Linked DNA regions of Lactuca sativa: region 1 is linked to region 2. The links are chromatin contacts, called in public Hi-C maps. All regions are on one chromosome and are shown on one strand. The core of a region is the stretch at or near the end of the contact, and the rest is flanking DNA. Distances in the headings are between cores, read along the strand shown. Region 1 holds the start of LOC111918385 (protein OXIDATIVE STRESS 3). Region 2 holds the start of LOC111918384 (profilin-1).

Region 1 (6,946 bases), core at 456-2,955, 210 kb before region 2:
ATGAAAACCCATTAATCAAACACTAATAAATAGTTTTTTTTTCTTTTATTAAAAGAAGAGTTTGTAAGTTATTTTCGATTTATCAAACATAATCATAAAAAAATCTCAAAAAGTAAACCTGCTATTACTACAAACATACTGTAAAAATTTCCCCTCATCATTTTCAAACTATGATTAAGGTTTGGAGAGAGTTTTTACTTTTTAGAATTGATTTTGTAAAATAAACAATTCTTCTATATCACATTCTTTATTATTTGGTCTCAACTGCTAATCTCTTCCATCATCGGGTTGGGTTTGTTTACGTTGTCTAGGTTATTCGTGACGATCTAAGGACATTAATTTCAAATCCTACTATTTGATATTTATCTAAACAAAAAGCGATCTCGTAATTTGACAACATACAGAAACAAAGCTTAAGCTTATCCAGATATAATTATCGTATGATTTAAAACAACAGTATCAATACACTATACATAGATGTACAAGACTTCAAATATGTTTATCACGATAAAAAGTAACAAAACATATATCCCAACTACATAAACGTGTAGTTTCATGAGATATCTGCAAACAACTGTCTTGCCGTTTAAAAAAACTACATTCAGGTACAATTTTGATAAAACAAGAACCAAAAATATATAAAAAAGAAACCCTAATATACCCAAATGATTAAATAACAATCCTCAAAAAGGAAGATTGAAAAAACCTCGATCCGATGGGTAGCCATAATTTGTACCAAAGGCTAAAAAGTATTAAAGTTAATTAGCCAATAAAGAACTCATTTCTCCTAGTGAAGAAAATATTGATGTCCTAGCAGTTGAAGAACCCTTCTTGTTCTTGGCTATGGTGGCTTTTGGACTTAATCTTTGACTTTGACCGTCTAAACCACCTCCATAGGTTTTCATTGACCTTCTTGATCTACAACAATACTTCCCTTTCTTTGCAAGATCTTCAATGCTTTGCACACTTGTTAGTGATGCAAATGATTCGGACTTCCCTTGATAAAACTTTGATATGCCCCTCCTACATAATACAAGTGATCATATAAGCAATCTAATATTGTAACATTTACATCGAGGGATGTACTATACACCCCTTAGAACACCAAAGGTTGAACTTGAACGATCTTTTCTTGATACCCAAGTCATAAAATTTTAAAAAAGGTTGGAGTTACTTACTTAATAGGTAGTTGTGCCATGAGTTCAGATAGTTCGAACAAAGGACCACATGAAGATGAAGACGAAGATGATGAAGATGCATCATCTATCATTTCCGATGAAGAAGATGACTCGAAAGATAAATCCTCTGAATCCGATTCCATAAGGCCATACTTGCAAACATCATCTTTAGCTTCCATTAAAACCCATTGAGCATCATTCTTTTTGAATCCCATATCTTGACATATCTTACTTTTCTCAATCTCACCCATCTTGTGCTATGATCAAATCTTGATAAAAAAGAAAGAAACCTTTTGGAAACAAGTTAGAAAGAGTATGAACTATGAAGCACAGATTCTTGAAAATGGCATGTGTTTGAGGGAACATATATATAGAGGATATACGTGGCATAGATAAGGTATAAACTATAAAGTATAAACCTTTCTTTTGAATGTCGCTTTTTCAAGATCATAACAATTGTATAGCTTTTATAACATGATGTACAAGTTATTCCGAAACTATTTCAAATATAAAAACTTTAAGTTGAAAATTATGATTATACTTCCTTTTGTATGGATAAGGTATACCAAGCCATAACATATACATGTGAATGCATAATAAACGTGGATTTTAAAAATATAACATAGAGATTCAAATACTGAAAGGGCAAAAGTGGTAGATAATGTTGAATGGGTCCATGTTACTTGGTTTTATCCTTGGAGTTGCCACCCATACTTCGTGTATGGTTCAAATTTTTTTGTAAATGGTACTAGGAACTAGGAATAGGATAAGAATTCATCCACATCTAGTCACCAAACAAACCTTCCACTTATGGCCACTTTGGTCTCTTTCATATGCACTCTTTTACACCCCACACTTTCCTTCACTTTTTCCCTTTTCTCAAATTTCCACTACATCACCCAAAGTCTTTGGTTTTTACACTTTCCACACATATATGACTACATTATGAGGGTGTTCGGGATTTATTCTTTTAAAAACACCTTATGTTTTGAAGTGTGGTTAGTAGTTTATATGGGATTAAAAGAGTTTTAAAAATATATATGTTTGAGTTAATATATATATGGTATCAAAACAAAATAAATTAATAAATTTTATTTTAGTGTTCAACAAATTTTGTTTGTATAAATAAAATGACATAAAAAAACAATGCTAAAAATGTAAATTGATATGTATATTGGTGATCATGAATAAATATAAATTGGTATGTATATTGTTGATCAAAGGCAATGATCTATATGATTTTTAGGGTTAAAATATCAGTAAATAGTAAATTAGTTTTCACATATAATAAACATTTTCAAAGAAGTTATAATCACGTTTAAATAAGTTAGAAAGAAATAATTTATCACTGATTACTTAAGACAATAAACATTTTTTTTGTCCATATGATGAGTTTCTAGACTTCTAGTGTTTGGAACCACAAAAATTATTAAGGTTAAATACATGGTACATTTAAAATATTGAATATTGTTAGTGCTTTGAGATTTACTATCACGTGATAGGGCTTCATATATGAGGGTTCGTCATTGGCTGTCCAAATGATATAATTTATCATTTTTAAACACTTTAATTTACTCAATATGTTTTTTAATAATACCAAACCACAATAAATTATCAAACAATTTATGTGCGATATAATGTTTATACAACAATCAAATAAAGCAAAATTAGTAAAAAATTCATTGAATTTCATATTACTTTGTGACAACAATTTTCTATTCCTCATCAATTGTGCCGGAATGAACATGCCATCAAGTCATCGGCATAAATTAGATCCAATTCCAAAGTTGGAAGGGGAACAAAAAACAAAAGAATACGTGAAAATGGATACAAAATACATCACTAGCGCATTAACACGATCTTTTGTTTTGTATTTGTTTTGTTACCATCCCAAATGATGAAATGGTGTTTTTAATCATTTTATTTAACAATTTAAAATTATACTCATAGCAATCTCAGCCACATAAATTAATGGATATAAATTGGCTAATACATCTTAGTTTTATGTGGTTGTGAATTTGACATGGTTGCAATTGCCTGGTCACCTTGGTTCAAAGGCTCATCTATGACTTTTGACTTGAGGTTTCGATCCATAATTATCGTACTTTTAATCTTATCATTCTTATATGAAATTTATAATAATACAAAATCACTCTAAGGCTAAAGGATGCTATGTTTTTCTTACGACGTCACGTAGGCGTTATTTAGATTTTTATAATTTTCACATTTTTTACCTACGAATTATAGTGTCATGCCTATGAGTTTTCTTTTTAATTTCATTTTAAAAAAAATATTAAATTTTTTAAAACCATACCAAAATTTAAAATAACATAAACTTAAAATTTACAATTTAAAAATCCTAAAAATTAAAAAAAAACATGAAAATTAAAATTACATTGAAAACCTAAAAAATAAAAATAAAACATGATGTTAAAATTTAAAAACCTAGAAAAAAAAAATGAAGCATCGAATTTTCAGTTGTGTTTCAGATTATATTTTTCCCTAATCGATGCTTTCATAATTCTTGTCGCTTCTTGATCTTCGGGGTCGAGGTGTCTCATGTCTTGCATTAACAACGTATACTCGGTGAGTCGGACGGTTTTAGTCATATGTCTCTCCAAAGTTGAATTTAATTGTGCCATTTGTGTTATCATTTCTTTCGATCTGGCTGACCGCTTGGTTCCGACTAAAGAATTTGAAGAAATCGTTTTCCCTTTTCCTTTTGCTCGATCTTTTGTTTTGTCCCTTCCCATTGGACGAGGAGGTGGGCGTATTTCTTCAATGTCGTTGTTATCATCATTAAGATTAACGCCTACGTGACCATCCAATGAAACTTGTTGCGAGCTCGAATATGAAGTTGTCCGACTTCTTTTTAGTGGATTTGCAATTTCTTCATGTGTTGCAAGTTCCCTCCACCTAATGCTTCTTTTGACAACTTCTCACACATGAAAAAACTTAAAAGACTTTTGCATATCATCTTGGAATGTAGTGTGTGTTTTGTTCAACAAACTTGTGTCATTTTCTCCGCTAGCCCATTGCTACTCAAAGTTTGTGTAAATTCGATTCCAATGTATGACGACTTTGTTCATAAGATTCCATTTGGAGTTACATTGGTCGGAGGTCCGATAATATGGATTTTGACCCTTTTCCCTACAAAAGCGCTCCGTGATACGTAACCAAAACTGATCACGATTTTGACCCTTTCCTGTGCCACCATCTTCAGATATGTCGACCCATGCCCTTTCTAACTCAACTTCTTCTTTTTGTGTCCATCTTCTCGGATCAACCTTCCATTTCTTTTGTTGTTGAGGTTGTTGCTGCTATTCTATGTGTTACGTTGAAGGTGTGAATGGCAGTTGGGATGGAAATTGGGTTTGAGGTTGAGATTGGAAATGGAATTGTTAGGGCATTTGGAATTGTGAATAATAGCTAGGAACATCATCCATTTGTGGCTGGTAAGGTGGTGATTATGACGGATCGTAGGCAACAAATGCGTAGGCGTTGTTAAAATTTTGGTTTGGAGCATTTTGTTCGGTAGAGTTTGGATTGTTGGAAGAAGACATTTTCAAAGAAAAAAATGTTGTTGAGAGTGTATAGTGTGGTTATTTTTTGGAAATTTGATTTGTATATATAGTAGATTAATTTTTTTTTTGAAATATGTCAAACTAGGCGTTGCCTGACTGTTTGGCAATGCTCCATTTTTAAAATCCCCACAAAAATCACACATTTTCCATCGGTAAAGGACCACCAGCGGTGAAATCCCCTTCATGGTGCGGTGTTCACCGGCGGTGAGAGAGGGCCACGTCGGACACCGCAGGTGTCCCCTTTATGATACCGTTTAACCTAATAATTATTATACTTTTTAAATTAATGTTATAAAAACTCTTAAGCTTTTATAAAATGTTTAGTCTTATCCTTTGAGATTTTTTGGGTCCATTAAAAATGCAAATTTAAGTAAAATTATGCATTATTATTAACATTATATATATATATATATATATATATATATATATATATATATATATATATATATATTCATAAAAGGTTAGGAAATACATTTTGTGGGCTTTAGACTCTTGCCACTGTTTTTTCAGACTTCGGCAGCTTTGCTCCCTTACTTATTAGATTGTATAATTTTAACCTAATATCCGGTTGGTTATGCTTAGTCATCGCCCTCTCTTCCTTCTACCACCTCACCAACTCAAATACTTCATTCAAATATATCTCATACTCTTTATCAATTTTTGTGTGCTCATCATCCATTTTTTAACATGTTCTCGCACTCACACTTTACCGCTCTTCCCTCTATAACATGACCACTACTCTGATCTTTGCTGGTGTTGATGCCTTGTTGATGCAGCGACGTTCAGTGCATAAGACCACTAATTTCCTCTGCTTTCATTAATCTTACTTTTGTTGTTCATCTTTGACCGTAATTTCTCTCCTCTTTTCTGTCTCATCAAATTCAAAATTATTAAGTTTCTACTATAATTTCTTGCGTGAATGTGTTTCTTTAGTTGTGACAGAAGAAATCAATGCTTTCAAAGGTTTAGCAATAAACATGATTTCCAGGTATCAGTTCTTTTATTGTTAAATACTTTGTATCCAAAAAAGGATTGTTGATTCCACGATGATTTATAGATTATAGAAAGGACACTTTTTTATTGGGGTTTGCATTTAAATTATTTTATTTTTGAATTTGTCAAATCTACTATATTTGGTTTGACTTTTTCTTGTTAGTATAAATTTTTAGCCTTTCTTGGAACATGGGTTTGTTTTGACCTTCTACTTCTCAATTGTAATGGAAAAATACAAGCTTTGTAGATAGATGTTCAATTGACTCTTCAAATGTTGATTCATTTTCTACACCAGATGTGGTAAAAAGCTGCCAATCATCACAATTTATTACAGGAAAACGATGGCAAGTTAATAGTATCTTCATTTCGTTTGTCTATGTAATACACTAAAAAATCTGTTTTTATGTGAAATTAGAGCTCAGTTTTTGAGTAGTTTGAAGTTGATCGATTAAATTGGGAATTGTTGCATTTGTTTGGAAAGGTTGACACCAGATGCTCATTCTCATTCTTGGTAAAACATGGGATGCATGGTAGTATTTTGTTTATGAAAATAACATTTTTTCTTATTTTGAGTTATGCATATAAGTTGTTTGATGAAAGTCTTGTTAGAGCTTTTGATGGTAATGAAATGACTCTTTCTTATTTTCTGATTTTTATCTTTTTAACATGTTAAAATGCATAGATATACCATTTGTTGCCTTCTTCATTGTCTTTTGGATTGCTTTGATTGTTAACTAATTTCATAGATAACCCAAATATCTAAATATATGATATTGTTTTATTGGTTACTTATTTGTCTTCCACTTTTTTTTCAAGACAAGAGATGCCTTCTTGAGAAGTGATTAGTTTTATTCATCATATCTTACAAGGAGTAAGATTTTGACTCAATCTACTAACATAGGTTGTATGCTATTATAACAAAATGGGTTAATTATTTGTTTATTGGATTTGTGCGTTGTGAGACAAGAGTTGGATCCTAATATTCACCTTCTTCACAAAATCTATCCCAAAGTTCCAATACCAGGTGATGTCGAAATATTACTACGCCTAATTTTACCTACTATCTAAATAGCTATTCGACTAAAGGCAGTGTACCTTTTCGCTAATAGTATAGCACAAACAGTTGGGTATCAAACACAGAGAAAAGATTTAATTAATTAACCTAATTACTACTAAATTAACCTAAAATTT
Region 2 (7,239 bases), core at 3,291-5,790:
TGAAGAGAGAAAACCCTAATCCTGGGGGTTGTGCCCTATATAAAGCACATTATAACCCACCCTCAGCCTCTTTGCTACCCTTTTGAGATCTAGAAACCCTAATTTTCGTGTGAGACTTCATTATTGAAGAGATTGGAGCTTGGAAGAGGAATTTGGTGGAAGGAGCTTGAGAAATTAGAGGCTAGCATCAAGGGGCTTGTGTAGATCTGGGATCTACATCAGTTTGGGTACATCTCAGAGGTAAGGAACCATTATCTTAAGCTATTTCCTTTTTGGTTCATCCTTGGTGGTTGATTTGGAGTTCCTTAGCTTGTTTGAGATCTATTTCGGGTTTGCAGTTTAGATCTGAGGTTGCTACTCCAGATCTAGACTTGTGATGGCCTAGAATGTCATGAAGCTCCTGTCTATGAGTTGTTGGTGAAGCCCCCTAGTCCTTAACCCTAGCCCTAGTGTGTTTTGGGCCTATATCTCATTGGTTTCACGTAAAGTTTGCAACTTTATGTGAGGGTTAGACTGTAGAAGAGTGGATCTATGGATTGGGGCCCTGCATGGATCGAAAAGCCACTGTATGGATTGAGAACCGGAGAGACTCAGCGAGTCACATGGGTGTACTCGATGAGTTGTATGAACATGTTCATGAACTCGGCGGGTTAGAAGAACAACTCGGCGAGTGTTGAAGATTGCCTTAGACTCGGCAAGTCTGTTCTTGGACTCGTCGAGTCTAGTCGCGGAACGCTAACCTCTTCTGGTTAAGCCTCGAATCGGTGAGTTGAGAGACGACTCTGTGAGTTGAGCAGGATGGGACCCGGAGATCGTTGGACTCGACGAGTCTTAGGGCGACTCGGCGAGTTGAGTCGTGTTATGGGAGTTTCTGAGTATAGGAGCTCGACGAGTCGACGGGTTGACTCGGCGAGAAGAATCAACCAGGAAGGTTGACTTTGACTGAGGACTTTGACTTTGACCAAGAGTTGACCAGTTCGACTTCCAAGGGTATTTTGGTAATTTTGGTATTTATGGAATTGGTTCTTTAGTAGTGTTCTATGGTGAAGTTTGTGTCGGTGGTCAGAGCAGTTTGGTCTTATCTCTTCAGTCGGCAATTGTAGGTGAGTTATCCTCACTATATCGACAGGGTCTATGGCACCAAGGCTGGCCCTTTATCAGATGGAAATCCGGGTATTGTTTGTTATGTTATTGTTTTGCTAGATCTGCATCCTGGTATTTAGGATGGTGTTATGTTAGTGACCTAGTTAAGGTTGGTACCCGGTATATAAGGTAATATTATGCTAGTGACCGGTTAGGTCGGAATCCTGGTTAGGATGTTGATATGCTATGTGATCTTCTAGACTGTTTATCTGGTTAAGGATTGTTATGTGATTAATTGTTTTATGTGCACATGATTGTTTGACGGGGGTTGGGTTGAGACGGGTCCTGCTTTGTGTTGTAGGCCAACATACTTAGGGCGGACCGGATATTCTGAAGGCCTAACGAGCGGTCCGGATAGGCTGAAGGCCCTAAGAGGGAGGACCAGACGTGCCGAGGCTCGGAGAGTGGACCATGCTGACTGAAGGCCCGGTGTGGGCGGACCAGTTGTAATGTAGACTCAGAGAGTGGACCAGGTGGATTGAAGGCCCGGTGAGGGCGGACCAATCACACTGTAGACTCGATGTACATGGCTAGACTCGGAGGGTGGACCAGGTGGACTGAAGGCCCGGTGGGGGCGGACCAGTCACACGGTAGACCCGATGTGCATGGTTGTTCTATTTGTGATATGTTATGAGTATGTTTATGTGTGGTTTGGTATTTTGGGGGTAACTCACTAAGCTTCCGGGCTTACATTTCTGTGTATTGTTTCGGGTACTTCAGGAGATCGTGGCAAGGCGAATGCGTGATCGTACCGCTCCTCATGTTTTATGATTTTTGTGATATGGTTCTGGGGGATACTCTGATGTTTAAACTATTTTGAAAACAAGATGTATGAACTTAATGATTTTTGAATGAATTAAAATGTTTTAATTTGGCTCAAATTTTATGGGTGTTACAATTGCAATCTGGAATGTGGACAAAAAATTATTCCTAATTTCAAGAAAAAGTTGGGAAACCAATGAATAATTCTAAAATTTTGAAAAAATATTATGTTTTTTTAACTAAAATCTAACAAAATTCGAAAAAAAAAATTGTAATGGAAAGTAGATGCGATAAATGACTTAAAAATGGACATTTGATTGAAAATGATCATGTTAATAAAAATACTTTATATAGAGTTTTTTCTAGATTAAATCGTAATTTTATTTAATTTCTGAAAAATATCTTGTATTTTGTTCAACTTTTTTTCTGAAAAAACCTTCGTATTTGACAAGTTTTTGATAAAAAAAAAACTGTTAAAATAGTTAAATTGAAAAATCTGAAAAAATAGTCTATTTTAAAATAAAAAAAAACAAAGTTAATGTTTAATACGAAAAAAAAAGCATAATATATAAAGTCTTTTATGATATTAACATGATTGAAAAACAGTGTTATTTGACATTTTGAAATAATCATTTCATACATAAATAGAAAATATATTTTGAAACTTTTTTCAATGCAAATGAAAAAAATATATACTATATATTTTGATCGGTCCTCATTCGAACAAAATAATAATTTCGCAAAACACCAAAATTTTGATTAGTTTAGTCAATATCCTAAATAATATGTATGGGTTATTATTGTGACGGTAAATATTGAAGGTCAAAAGTTGTGGTTGTGGGTATGCTTAAGTGGCTATTGTTTTTTCTTTGAATTGAAATTTGAAAATGTCGCTTTTTGTGAAAATGAAATGAAAGCGACACTCAAAATGTCGCTTTTCGTGAAAATGAAATGAAAGCGGATAAGAATGTCGTCCAACGAGCAAGACACATATCACGGGAGTTTATAAATATTATCACGAATTCAATAATTCGAATTAAATTATTAATAAAAAGTTAAATAACTATTTTTTATGCTGAAAATGTTGGACTATTTATATTTACGTAGGATTTTCGACATTTTATTAAAATATTATTTGTAACTGCTAGATTTATGTATTGTATACTTATGTATGGTCTTAAAGCTATTTATAAAAGGTTTTGTACGTAAGTGGTATATTTGACAAATTACAACAAATTTACTCATGTCTTTTGTAAGAACTGATGTGTCCTACTTAACTATAGTTTTGTCATAAGGAACACAACAAATGTATTTAGAATCAATCAAAGATAGTGCATAATAAATTTAACAAATTTATTGTTCAGAAATGTAGTTTTTGACGTATACTTTGTGCTATAAATTTAACAAATTTATTGTTCAGAATGTTTCTCTGTTACACGAGGTTTATGGAATTATGGCATAGTAAATATGAATATAATAAAACTAAATTTTAGTTGTTTCATTTTAACCGATGCTTATAAAACATTCTTATTTACAAATATGAAACACAAAACAAGAAAAAAAAAAGTTCACTAGTCAATAAGAATCAAACGATATACAAGTGAACAACAAATTGTACACAAACGAATTCACAAAGTATCACCATTCCCAAACAATATTCAAAGAAATAAATTTACCAAAAACCACACAAATGAAGGGAAAAGATAAAAAAGAATTTGAAGAACAAAAAAGCAAATTAAAAGCCTTGATCGATGAGATAATCGCCAAGCCTTTCAACAATGATGTTGCACTGACCTGGTGTCATTGGTTCATTATATAAGCCAATGATCAAAGCCATTCCCGTCTTCTTAATTGTAACGCCTCCTGATCCCTATACCAATAATAGTTGCAAAAACAGATCATATTGATTTTCAAGTTCAAACAGTCGATTATGAAGCCAAAAAAAAGGGGGGATTTAATTATAACCTTTTTCCCTCGAATAACAGATCCTGCTTCGCCTTGAATCACCATATATTTGGTCCCACCAAGGTATAAACCAGTAGGAGCAAGTGATCCAGGTTCATTGAAGTCATTTATGATACATGTAACTTCCTCTGGCTTGACCTACAACAGTATTACCCAAAAAAATGGATTTTCATTCAGTCATTCATCCTTACTTATCGAAGGTTAATTAGAAGATTTCACATCCTAACAGCTTAAAAAACTTGAAAACTTAATAATTGAAACTCAAAATGATCAAAGTCAACTAGAAAACAAGGATTTCACTAGAAATTAGCCAATAAATCTGAATTCAGAGGGCAGCGATTTGAATCAGATCCGAACCTTAGTCGAGAACTAAAAACTGAATTGAATTAAGCGAAAATTGTGGGTTAGAGGAAGAGAGAGGAAGTGAACCTGAGGGAAGTTGGAGGACTGAGCCCAGATGCTACCGTCGAGGCCGATAATGGCGGCGGCGGTGAGGTGGTTGCATTCGATCTCGCACATCAAGTGATCATCGACATAAGTTTGCCACGACATCTTGTTATTCCGATTATTACTTCGACTATTGTGCAAAACCTCCACGACAATCGGGGGTGGAAGGAGATAAAGAGTGCCCGGAAACGATGAAAATGTGAAACGCACTTATCACGATGATTTCTCATTTTAAGCGTGTGTAATCTTTGTTTTAAAATAATTAGTTGATTCAATTTTATCTTTTTCTAAAAAAAAAAATTCAATTTTATCAATATAAAAAATAGAGTAAATTAGGCTAAAGTTCTAAAAATTTTGTCATGGCTCCAAGGCTTGTACCTGCCGTTAAATTTTACTAAAACGTCGTTTTAACTCATATAAGTGTATAAAATAGAATAATAGTTGAAAATACATATAAAAATATTAATTATATACAAAATTGCCGCCTTAAGTCACGTCTTACAAACGACGTGACTCGCTAAATCTCGGAAAAGCTTGAGGCATGACATTGCTGCCAAGTCACGCCTTACGTTATTTAAAACATTACTATTTAGTCTTTAATTTTTGGGAGAAGGGAAATCTCCAGAAAAATCCTAAAATTTTACCCTAATTTACGAAAAGTCCCAAAGTAAAATTTGATTACGAAAAAGCATGAATTAACGGTAAAAATGGCGATTTGACCCATTTTTTCCGATTTACCGGTTTTATTACTTACATGTTTTACTAAAGTCTCATTATTTTACCCTAATTTGCGAATAAGTCCCAAAATAAAATTCACTGATGATTTGGCCATTTTCTTCATTTAACATACATTTTATCGGTTTCATTGCTGACTTAGACACCTAGTCATTAAGTTAGTTGATAAGATGAATATGATGGGTTATATAATATCATATTTACTGTAAAATGTGATATCCATCTCATCGGCTCATTTATGATTATGTATCTACGTCAGCAATGAAACCAATAAAATGTGTGTTTTCAAGAAAAAAATGCAGAAAAATGAGTTGATGTCTGATGAGATGGATATATTAGGTTACATAAGATTAGATAGACAATTTGATATTCTTATAAACGTAAAAAATAACGCAATTGTTATTAGTTTATGTAATTATTGTAGTCTTCGTTGGATGCATTTTATGTTCCAAAAAGATATACAATACATCATGATATCGAGTTTTATGTTAAACATAGCATTATATAACTCAACATCTCCATCTCATCATCTCATTTAATGACTAGGTGTCCGGGTCAACAATGAAACCGGTAAAATGTATATGTTACATAGAGCAAATGGCCAAAACATCAGTAAATTTTATTTTGGGACTTATTCGCAAATTATGGTAAACTAATGAGACTTTAGTGAAACATGTAAGTAATAAAACAGGTAAACCGGAAAAAATAGTCAAATCGTCATTTTTACCGGTAATTCATGTTTTTTCGTAAACAAAATTTAATTTGGGATTTTTTCGTAAATTATGATTAAATTTTAGGACTTTTCTGGAGATTTGCTTTAATTTTTTTGAAACTTGGATGATCCCTAGTATGTATTATTGTTGGACGTTGGGATCCCTCCATAAATAAAAAGACTAAATTATCCTTATTTAATTTATTTTTTTATTTTTTTTATTGTTTATTTGTTATTTTTTTTATTAAAAATATGATCAAAGTAGGATCTACTTTACACCCTTACCTCACCTCCTAATATCTCTCTTTCTAAACCCAACCATAAAAACGTCAAATTCCATTGTTGTGTCCTCATCTCTTAATGTTCTCATCATCGTTGTCGGCCACCATAGTGAAATTTATTTCTCTCTAACTTTTGTCATCCATCGATTTCTTCCACCTATCGGTGCAACCAATCTTGTCGGATCTGTAATCCACGCGCCAATAGAACGCACAGAGCTTGGTGTTGGTGTGTATGAGACCGATAAGAAGAAAGAGAGGTAGCTAGAGTCTGGTGGTCGTTTAAGAACCAGAAGCGACCTTCCTTCCCCAACCTTGCCGACCCTAGTCTCTAGTAATGAAGACGCCATAATCTTGCCGCTTTTGTTTCAATTCCATGTATCCACGTCTAATATATCCCTTGTTTTACTTAAATCCAACTCGTTTGTGCTAACCTTAGGTTAACCGGAAATACACACAATAAGGTAGATTAGGAAAGGGGACAATCTTGGTCGAAAGTTGTTTGTCTTCAATTAAGTCGTCTATAGAAAATCGTATTCTCTTATTATTATTTTCTCTCCTCCTTCTCCACTAGATTCGAATTCAACTAACCAAAAAAGAACACCTTATAATCTTTACAGTAGAGTTTTAGGTTTGATTTTGGTTTCCGGTGGGATTTCATGTGTTTTTTTGTTGTAGATTTTGATTTGCTTTTATTTGCAGGTTCGAATTTGGTTTTGGTTGTAGATTTCGTTTACAAATTTTGATTTGGTTTTAATTTCATTTCAGAACGATGGTGGTGGCGTGAGTGGAGTGATGGTGGTTACATAGTGATGGGTGAGTCACCTGGTATATTAGGGTAGAGAGAGAAAAATTAGGTTTGCAAATTTCATATATTGTTTATTTTATATAATAATAATAATAATAATAATAATAATAATAAATAAAAAAATTGTTAGATGAGGAACCATTTGTTTTTAATAAATAAATAATTAGCAAATTAAAAAAAAAAAAAAGATAATACAGTCTTTTTAGGTCCGACAGAGACCAAACACGCAACCAAATTACGTTTTAGGGGCCGTCTGAGTTAAAAAAAAAAATTAGGAATCAAACGTTTAGATTACCCCAAACCATAGGACCAGTCATGTAACTTACTCAAAAAATATATGTTAATACTTAATTGTTAATAGCTAAAATTATAAAAAGTCTTTGCTATTT

Evidence for each region. Hi-C and Micro-C count contacts between places; a contact is called where the count stands out from the background.
Region 1: a contact with region 2 is called in a Hi-C map of leaf, with 7 times the contacts expected there. The contact joins the promoter of LOC111918385 here to the promoter of LOC111918384 in region 2. A contact is called at or near these places in 2 of 4 Hi-C or Micro-C datasets (leaf and seed).

Annotation. Positions count from the first base shown.
Region 1 is chr8:135,686,738-135,693,683 of Lsat_Salinas_v11, reverse strand. LOC111918385 (protein OXIDATIVE STRESS 3) reads right to left here and starts at 1,705. Exons shown (of 2, transcript XM_023914060.3): 1 at 1,179-1,705; 2 at 404-1,023. The coding sequence starts at 1,429. The coding sequence ends at 759.
Region 2 is chr8:135,478,192-135,485,430 of Lsat_Salinas_v11, reverse strand. LOC111918384 (profilin-1) reads right to left here and starts at 4,540. Exons shown (of 3, transcript XM_023914059.3): 1 at 4,300-4,540; 2 at 3,871-4,008; 3 at 3,478-3,775. The coding sequence starts at 4,422. The coding sequence ends at 3,641.